Regions from separate parts of the Mus musculus genome. Here regions 1 and 3 are each linked to region 2. The links are chromatin contacts, called in public ChIA-PET maps. All regions are on one chromosome and are shown on one strand. Each heading gives the region's core, a stretch centred on a gene start, on an enhancer-like site or on the middle of the called end of the contact. The rest is flanking DNA. Distances are from core to core; before and after follow the strand shown.

Evidence for each region. ChIA-PET counts read pairs in DNA pulled down with a chosen protein or histone mark.
Region 1: an RNA polymerase II ChIA-PET map of memory CD8 T cells shows a contact between it and region 2, with 16 read pairs. The contact joins two enhancer-like sites. A contact is called at or near these places in 2 of 39 promoter capture datasets (the 3T3-L1 cell line and the C10 cell line), 1 of 115 datasets of contacts at active chromatin or transcription factors (memory CD8 T cells) and 1 of 9 other capture datasets (pancreatic islet).
Region 3: a contact with region 2 is called in an RNA polymerase II ChIA-PET map of memory CD8 T cells, with 53 read pairs. The contact joins two enhancer-like sites. A contact is called at or near these places in 6 of 39 promoter capture datasets (the 3T3-L1 cell line, cranial neural crest, hippocampal neurons and 2 more) and 3 of 115 datasets of contacts at active chromatin or transcription factors (epiblast stem cells, large pre-B cells and memory CD8 T cells).

What each region holds. Positions count from the first base shown.
Region 1 is chr3:103,205,221-103,207,925 of GRCm38.p6, reverse strand. No RefSeq gene overlaps it. Among named protein-coding and RNA genes, the nearest start is that of Gm40113, 9.8 kb to the right of the region's middle. Within about 2 kb of position 1,310, at least 87 of the 459 cell types and tissues checked have an H3K27ac peak or open chromatin away from gene starts, as enhancers often do. A contact at or near this core is called in memory CD8 T cells, where this site is marked.
Region 2 is chr3:103,866,228-103,869,030 of GRCm38.p6, reverse strand. All of the region lies in intron 1 of Ptpn22 (protein tyrosine phosphatase, non-receptor type 22 (lymphoid)), which reads right to left. Among named protein-coding and RNA genes, the nearest start is that of Ptpn22, 7.4 kb to the right of the region's middle. Within about 2 kb of position 1,425, at least 51 of the 459 cell types and tissues checked have an H3K27ac peak or open chromatin away from gene starts, as enhancers often do. A contact at or near this core is called in memory CD8 T cells, where this site is marked.
Region 3 is chr3:104,464,842-104,467,862 of GRCm38.p6, reverse strand. Lrig2 (leucine-rich repeats and immunoglobulin-like domains 2) reads left to right here. Exons shown (of 18, transcript NM_001025067.2): 13 at 500-820; 14 at 2,095-2,376. Among named protein-coding and RNA genes, the nearest start is that of Lrig2, 46 kb to the left of the region's middle. Within about 2 kb of position 1,557, at least 11 of the 459 cell types and tissues checked have an H3K27ac peak or open chromatin away from gene starts, as enhancers often do. A contact at or near this core is called in memory CD8 T cells, where this site is marked.

The sequences.
Region 1 (2,705 bases), core at 61-2,560, 660 kb after region 2:
TTGTGTTTAAATACGCAAGAAAACTGTCTTTAATCCCAGCACTCAGAAGACAAAGGACCTCTGTGAGTTCGAACCAGCCGGGTCTACAAAGTGAGTTCCAGGACAGCCATGGCTGTTACACTGGGAAACTCTATCTTGGGAAAACAACAACAAAGGAGGCTTGGTCAGAAGTTTTCCCCCCAGTAGGGGCTTGACTTCCATTTTTACCTCACAGAGCTTGTTTCCTTCCTGCCAATACGCATGGCTACTACACCACAACTATTTTTAGATATGCATGTCCAATATATATTAGAGGAAGTGTGTAGAGGTCAGAAGACAACTTATGGGAGCTGGTTATTGATAGGTTATTTCTCGGCCACCAGTGAGATGAGCCAATTCAAACCAGATTATACTGAAGGTAGGTTTATTGGGAAGCTGCACATGGACAAATTCCCTGGCCCCAAGGATTAAGCCAGAGGAGTCGCCATGAGGGCCAGAGGAAGAGAAAGAAAAGGCTTGCACCTGCAGAGAGAAGAGGAGGAGGAGGAGGAGGAGGAGGAGGAGGAGGAGGAGGAGGAGGAGGAGGAGGAGGGAAAAGAATGTCTGGATTACATAGGGAAGAGCCTCTTGGGGCTCCAGAGCATCATCCCAGCTCCAGGGCTACATGAAGGAACCGCACAGGGCCACTGTACAGGGCCTTCCCACCGTACAGCTCAGATTAGCTTCTGCTCAGCCCTACCTCCTCGGTTCTTATACTCTCTAACAATAAGCTTCCTGCATTTGTATTTCCACCTCAGAGTTTGTCTCCTGGGGAACGAATCACATAACAATTACAATTTTCATGTAACTTTTCATCTTGCTACTTAACAATTTAACTGTTGAAAAATTTTTATGGTTCATTTACAGCAACATTCCTCAGTAAATTTTGACATCAAGATCTTTCTTGCTGATGGTTGGTTATGTGCTTGTGTGCTTGGTTGCTTAGTGCTGGAAATCAAGTCCAGGGTCCTTGTGCTTGCTGGGACCTCCTAACACTTTGTAGCCTCATCCCCAATAAGAGTGTGGCATCTAAGATCTAATGCCCCTTTGGCAAGACATGTCCGTCTAGTGAGATCTCTGTAGAGGAGCAGCCACAGTCCGTTAGGCGTTCATCATCATGCACACCAGTCAAAAGAAAACAATGAACTGGTGTGAACTATATCTTGGAAGGACGTATCACCCTCGGTTAACAGGATGTATTGCTGGGTACTTCTACAGCACTCACTGGAAAGCCCACAAGTATACTGCAGAGGAAGTCCACACTTGCAACTTTCACATGGTATCATTTAGGGTTAAAGAGGAAGTGTGACATCATTTGGTTTTTATTTTTGTGGTTAGTTTTGGTTTTGAGACAGGGTCATATGTAGACCAGGCTGGCCTTGAATTGGCGATGTAGGCTGGTGAGATGGCTCAGTGGGTAAGAGCACCCGACTGCTCTTCCGAAGGTCCAGAGTTCAAATCCCAGCAATCACGTGGTGGCTCACAACCATCTGTAACAAAATCTGACTCCCTCTTCTGGAGTGTCTGAAGACAGCTACAGTGTATTTACATATAATAATAAATAAATCTTAAAAAAAAAAAAGACTTTAAAAAAAAAAAGGGATGGTGAGATGGCTCAGTGGCTAAGAGCACCCAACTGCTTTTCCAAAGGTCCAGAGTTCAAATCCCAGCAACCACATGGTGGCTCACAACCATCTGTAACAAGATCTGACTCCCTCTTCTGGTGTGTCTGAAGACAGCTACAGTGTACTTACATATAATAATAAATAAATCTTTAAAAAAAAAAAAAAAAAGAATTGGCGATGTAGCTAAGGATGACCCTGAACTTCTTGGATCTTTCTGCTTTTACCTTCTGAGGTTAGAGTAACAGACAAGCACTACCACGACTAGTCAATGCCGGGAATTGAACCCCGGCTTTAAGCATTCCAGAAAAGCTCTCTATTGAGTTATATTCCCAGCCCCCAAATATCTTAGTACCACTTGTTCAAAAACCACTAAGTATAGCAGTAGCAGATACCTCCCAGCTTAGGATGCTGTGCTCTTTAAGTTCAACCTTGCTATGGATGCTAGCCATGGCAGTATACACCTGTCATCCCAGCATTCGAGGCACTAAGGCATGAGGATAACAAGCTTGGGCCAGCCTGGGCTGCATACCAAGACCACTTTGAACACAAAGTAAGATCTAGGAACAAAGTTCTGAAATAAAAACAGACAACGGTAAAAAATAGAAAAATAAAAAAATTTAAAAATTAAAAATACCTTTCCTGGGATATATACATAGATGCGACTGGAGGGCAAATAGCATCCAGTGCTCACTGAAATGTTCACTTTTCTTTCTTTTTTGTTTTGTTTGTTTGTTTGTTTTGAGGGGTGGTTGGGGTATTGTTGTTATTGTTGTTGTTGGTTTTTTTTTTTTTTGGTTTTTTCAAGACAGGGTTTCTCTGTGTAGCCCTGGCTGTCCTGGACCTCACTCTGTAGACCAGGCTGGCCTCGAACTCAGAAATCCACCTGCCTCTGCCTCCCGAGTGCTGGGATTAAAGGCGTGCGCCACCACGCCCGGCTTTGTTGTTTTGTTTTTAAGACAGTGTTCCAAGGCTGGAGAGATGGCTCAGCGGTTAAGAGCACTGAGTGCTCTTCCAGAGGTCCTGAGTTCAATTTCCAGCAACCACAGGGTGGCTCACAACCAT
Region 2 (2,803 bases), core at 176-2,675:
TGCATAACGGTTTGAATTCCTATGATTTCAGAGTTGGACTTGGCAGGAGATGCTAAACGGTGTGTTTTTACACTAAGGTCATGACTATGTTAATGGACTAGCTTGGGAATTTAACTAAGAACATGACACAGACACCTGGAACACCGTGAAATACTTGTGGTGGGCTAGTAAGATGGATTAGTGGATAAAGCTACTTCTGGCCAAGGCTGGTAGCTGAACTTAGTCTGTGGGATCTATGTGACTGAAGGGGGGAAGTGACCCCAAAAAGTTTTCTTCTCACCTCCACATGCCTGTCAGTTCCTGCCCCAATAAATATAATTTTAAAACTTTCAGAAGCGCTTCCCCTGGAGTTTCCCCCATGTCTCATCTCTCTCCACTCTTATCCTCCTTCAGAATAATTGGCTTTTATGTTGCTGTAAGTTTTATGGCTGCTGAAAAGTGTCTCTGAACAATTCTTTCTAGAAGTTTCCAGAGTCCTCCTCTCGGTTATGCTAACTTTATTTGCTTCCTTGCACTTTTCTCTGCTTGTGGGATGCTTCTGGAGGAGAATGTTGGAGGCAACGCCTTGGGATTTATTGGTTTTGTTTTTTGAAAGGCACTCTTTGGGCAAGATGGCACAGATAAAGATTATGTATGTGGGTAATGGAGGCTTGTTTGGTCTTCACTGTGACCTTCAGCATAGCTTTTTCTTTTGCTGCTCCTGGAGTCATCTGACTGATGACAGAGGAGGCTACCCGCCTCAATATGACACAGGAAATACCTACAGAACTGTTAACTTATGAAGTGCGAAACACTTTAATTTTTTTTCCCCTGACGTCTACCTGTGGTCAGACCACCTTTAAATCCTCCTTTTAAGTCTTCTTCTCTTCCTGCTAACACCAAAGCTCCCAGGCCCTAACAGAGAACATAACAGGGCTAACAACCTGATAAACTACAACAGAAACAAGGGAACTCTGAAGAAAGAAGCAAAGGGTATGGGCACAAAGCAAGACTGCTAAGGGCCGGATTGAGGTTTGGAATGGAAGACTAAGTAAGAGGGTCAAAGTATTTCTCTGCCAGCCACAAGGCAGGGGATGTAAGTCCCTTGAAGAGGCATCAAGAGAAACTGATAAGAGAGCATCAGGGAGAATAAGGTGAGGAAGCCATCAGTCATTCTACAGCCCCTGACACAGGGTAAGAAATAGGAAATGTGGTACACTAGACTCTGCTTGATCAGCTAACAGTGAGCTCCTTTTGTCTTTGGACCTGAGTCCTTTCAAGAAATGAGAACAGAATGGAGACAAAGTCAACGAGTGAAGACTAAGTCCTGTGCGTGTTTTTCTCAAATACTAGTAAATTAAGTCCCTTCCTAAAGGGAACAAAGAAAGTAAAATAGAAATCACAAGACCGTAGTATCTGTGGCGTACAACAGGATGCTACAGGGCAAGACAGAACATGCTGAACTCTTTCCACCCACAACTCCTTTTCGCTTGAGAGATTTTAATGTTCAAGAGATACAGGCATAAAAAAAATACATATAACCAAACACTGACAATCAACTGCAAATTTAATTTTTAAATCATTGATATATACCAGTAGTTCTCAACCTTCCTGATGCTGTGAGCCTTTAATGTAGTTTAATACCTCATGCTGTGGTGATTCCTCAACCATAAATTATTTTCCTTGCTACTTTATAACTGTAATGTTGCTACTGTTATGAATCATGACATAAATATCTATGTTTTCCAATGGTCTTAGGTGACCCCTTTGAAAAAAACATTCAATCCCCAAAAGGGGTCATGACACACTAGTTGAGAACTATATATATATATATATATATATATATATATATATATAGTCTTGTTATTTACTTTTTCATAAGTATTCCCTTTTGTTTATCACTATTAAAAATCTGAATCTTACAGTTAGGCATTTTTTAGAGAAGTCTTCATTAGTGGTAAAACTATAAAGAACTTTAAAACATGACAACATAAAATTCAGGATATAAATCACCTCTAGTTTAAGGGGAAAGGATATTTTCTGGTAGAACCTAAAGGGCTGATTTATGTAGGGTTTTTTGTTTGTTGTTTGTTTGTTTGTTTTCGAGACAGGGTTTCTCTGTGTAGCCCTGGCTGTCCTGGAACTCACTCTGTAGTCCAGGCTGGCCTCGAACTCAGAAATCCACCTGCCTCTGCCTCCCGAGTGCTGGGATTAAAGGCATGCACCACCATGCCCGGCTGTAGTATTTTTTTTTAACTGTTGCTTACATATGTATATAAAAATAAATAGTTCCTTTAAAATATTTATATATTTTTAGTTTTTGTCTTTTAATAGTTGAAAAGTGTGAGAATAATAAAACATATAGCATATTTTGTAAAGAAAATCTGAATTTTGACCAGATTCTTGGACTGGTGGTTCAGATCCATAAGCTTGCTTGGCTTGTAGCACCTGTCTTGTCCCCAGGAGCCTTTCTGAACTGCTACCATAACCACAAAGCTCCAAGAGTGTTCAGACTCAGGCTCCTGCAATTTCACCTTTCTAGCAAGAACATCATGAAAAAGATATATTGGCAAGCCTTCTTACTGTCTGAAATCACTGTATTAACCATCCCTTTCAAGTAATTGTCTGTACCTCCCAGGCCATGGTTTCCATCATCTCCTTTTGGGTCAGTCAGACCTGTTGGTGCAGAGTATAGTAGGTCTTGCATATTGTTTGGAATTTTTAATAAAACCAATACAGAGCCAGGCAGTGGTGGTGCATGTCTTTAATCCTAGAACTTGGAAGCAGAGGCAGGAGGGTCTCTGAGATTAAGGACAGCCTGGTC
Region 3 (3,021 bases), core at 308-2,807, 600 kb before region 2:
GCACTAGGTGCTGAGGTCCAGAACCTGAGTTCTAGCACACCTTCTGTCACTGCCTGATGCCTTTGAGCAAGCTATTTGACTTCTGGAGTTCATCTTCCTCAGCTTTAAGCAAGAGATTAGACTCCAGCTCTAGAATCTCCTTCAATCTTAACATAGCTCCTGGGGCTGAAACATACATGGCTGGAGAGATGGCTCAGCGGGTAAGAGCACTGACTGCTCTTCCTGAGTTCAATTCCCAGCAACCACATGGTGGTTCACAACCATCTGTAATGGGATCTGATGCCCTCTTCTGGTGTATACTGCTACAGTGTACTCATATACATTAAGTAAATAAGTAAATCTTAAAGAAAGAGAGAGAGGGAGGGAGGGAGGGAGGGAGAGAGAGAGAGAGAGAGAGAGAGAGAGAGAGAAGTTTACAGTGTTACAGTCTTTGTTGTAAAATCAGGTTTGAGGTAAAATATGTAACTGACTTGGCCACTGTTGCATTTATTCCCTTTAGATGATTTTCTGAAGCCTCAGATAAGGACACACCCTGAAAGCACAATTGCATTAAGAGGTGTTAATGTGACACTGACGTGCACTGCAGTGAGCAGCAGCGATTCACCCATGTCCACCATATGGCGCAAGGACAGTGAGATCCTGTATGATGTGGATATTGAGAATTTTGTTCGTTATCGGCAGCAGGATGGAGAAGCTCTAGAATATACTAGTGTCTTGCGCCTCTTCAGTGTGAACTTCACAGATGAAGGGAAATACCAGTGCATTGTTACTAATCACTTTGGTTCTAATTATTCTCAGAAAGCCAAATTGACTGTAAATGGTAAGGAATTGTGCTACTGGACTTTTAAAATGCTTTTTTTTTTTTAATGTATTTCTAGAATAATCACCATGCCTGTCTGGCTATGCTGTTGGGAAAAAGTACTTTGAAGTATTTTTTACATCTAAATTATGTCTCAATTATAAATCATTTTAGATGTAAATTGACAAGAAAATTGGATCATACCCCAGGTTTGGAGGGAGCCCTTAGTGTTACTTTCTCGTGACTGTGGCACATGGAAGGGGTGCACTTGTGCCCACTGGCCTGCATTCTCCTTTGCCCTAGGAGATACTTGACTTCCTTTTCTGTTTGTTAAAAGACAGTCTTTTGTGGTCTCAGTTTCTTTCCAAAACCACAATTCTCAGAAAAGTATGATTTCCTTTCTCTCATACTGTTTACACTTGAGGGTGTTTAGGACATCTCTGGGTCTAGTCGTGTCTGTAGCTCTCTGGATATAGCCAAAATCATTTTGAAAATAAAGCTCTCCTGGTAGTTGTAAAACCTTTTCTAAAGCAGCTTGGTCTGTCTGTTACTGTGAGATTGAGTAACTCCTGTGCTACAGCAGAGCAATGTACGTGTGCCCTGTGCCTGTGTTTCTTTTTTTTTTTTTAACATTTCTAGCTCTGTTTTCTTTTTTTAAGATTTTATCTTATTGTTTTGTGGGTATTAGTGGTTTACCTTCATTTATGTTTGCACCACATGCATGCCTGGTACCCACAAAGGCCTACAGAGGGCATTGGATCTCCCAGGACTGAAGTATCAGACAGTTGTAAGCTGCCCTGTGGGTGCTGGGAGTTGGACCTGAGTCCCGCAAGAGCAACACCTGCTCTTAACCACTGAGACAACGCTTCAGCTGTACAACCCACTCTGATGTTTCCTAAATCAGGTTTAAAAAAAACATAATTAAAGAAACAAAACAAAAACGGGTTCTATTAACATCTGCTCTTGTTAGATTGGGAAGCATCACTTGATTGTCCTAAGTGAAAGAGGAATAATAAGCACCGAATTCTAAACTGTCATTCAAAAAAGCTTTTGGTTTTCTGATTTCCTTCTTTCCATCAGCATGGTGAATGGGTATGGCTTGTATTCTAGAAGTATTACTTTTCTGCACATACTGATGGGCTGGTAGGAAAGACTGTTGCCAACGCTGTGTTGTCAGTTCAGAGAATATGGTTTCTCAAAGAAATAGTGCATTTTACATCAGAATTCTGCCTGCTAGATTTGTGTCCATGTGTGTTTTCCTTTTGCCTACTTTCTCTGTACTGTTTTTGGAACAGAGATGCCGTCTTTTTTGAAAACTCCAATGGATCTAACTATTCGCACTGGTGCCATGGCAAGATTAGAATGTGCTGCAGAGGGGCACCCTACACCTCAGATTTCCTGGCAGAAGGATGGTGGCACTGATTTTCCTGCAGCCCGAGAAAGACGCATGCATGTCATGCCTGAGGATGATGTCTTCTTCATTGCCAATGTGAAGATAGAAGATATGGGAATCTATAGCTGCATGGCACAGAATATAGCAGGAGGCCTCTCAGCAAACGCCTCACTCACAGTGTTAGGTATGCTTTCTTTGTTAGGACTGCTGTTTACTGGAGCCTCTGAGACCTATGCATGGCTTAGAAAGGCAAGAAAAACAATTTGGAGGTTTTGGTTATTTTTTTTCCTTCCAAGTCAGGGTTTCTCTGCGTAGCCTCAGCTGTCCTAGAACTCACTCTGTAGATCAGGCTGGCCCTGAACTCAAAGACCCGCCTACATCTGCCTCCCAAGTACTGGGATTAAGTCTTGTGCCACCACCATCAGGCTTATGTTGTTGTTCTTATTTTTGTACTTTAGTCAGGGTATGTCAGCTGAAGGTGTTAGTGGGTTAAGTGACATACATCTTAGAACATTCCCAGGGCATAGATCTTTATAACAAGCTCCGGATCCCTTATTCTTTTAAGTTTCCCCTGTAACATTTTAATTCATATGTGTTTTCTAAGTGCTGGGATTATAACTGTGTGCCTTGTTATTCTTAGTTAAAACATGGTTCTTTATGTAACTCAACCCAAGGCAAATTATGCTGTCCAGGTCTCTGTTTTCTTAGACATCAGAGTTTTATAGGGCCATCTTCTCTTCCTCCTTTTCTTCCAACTTTTCTTATTCTTCATCTTCCTCTTCTTCCTCTTCCTCCTCTTCCTCTTCCTCCTCTTCTTCTTCCTCCTCCT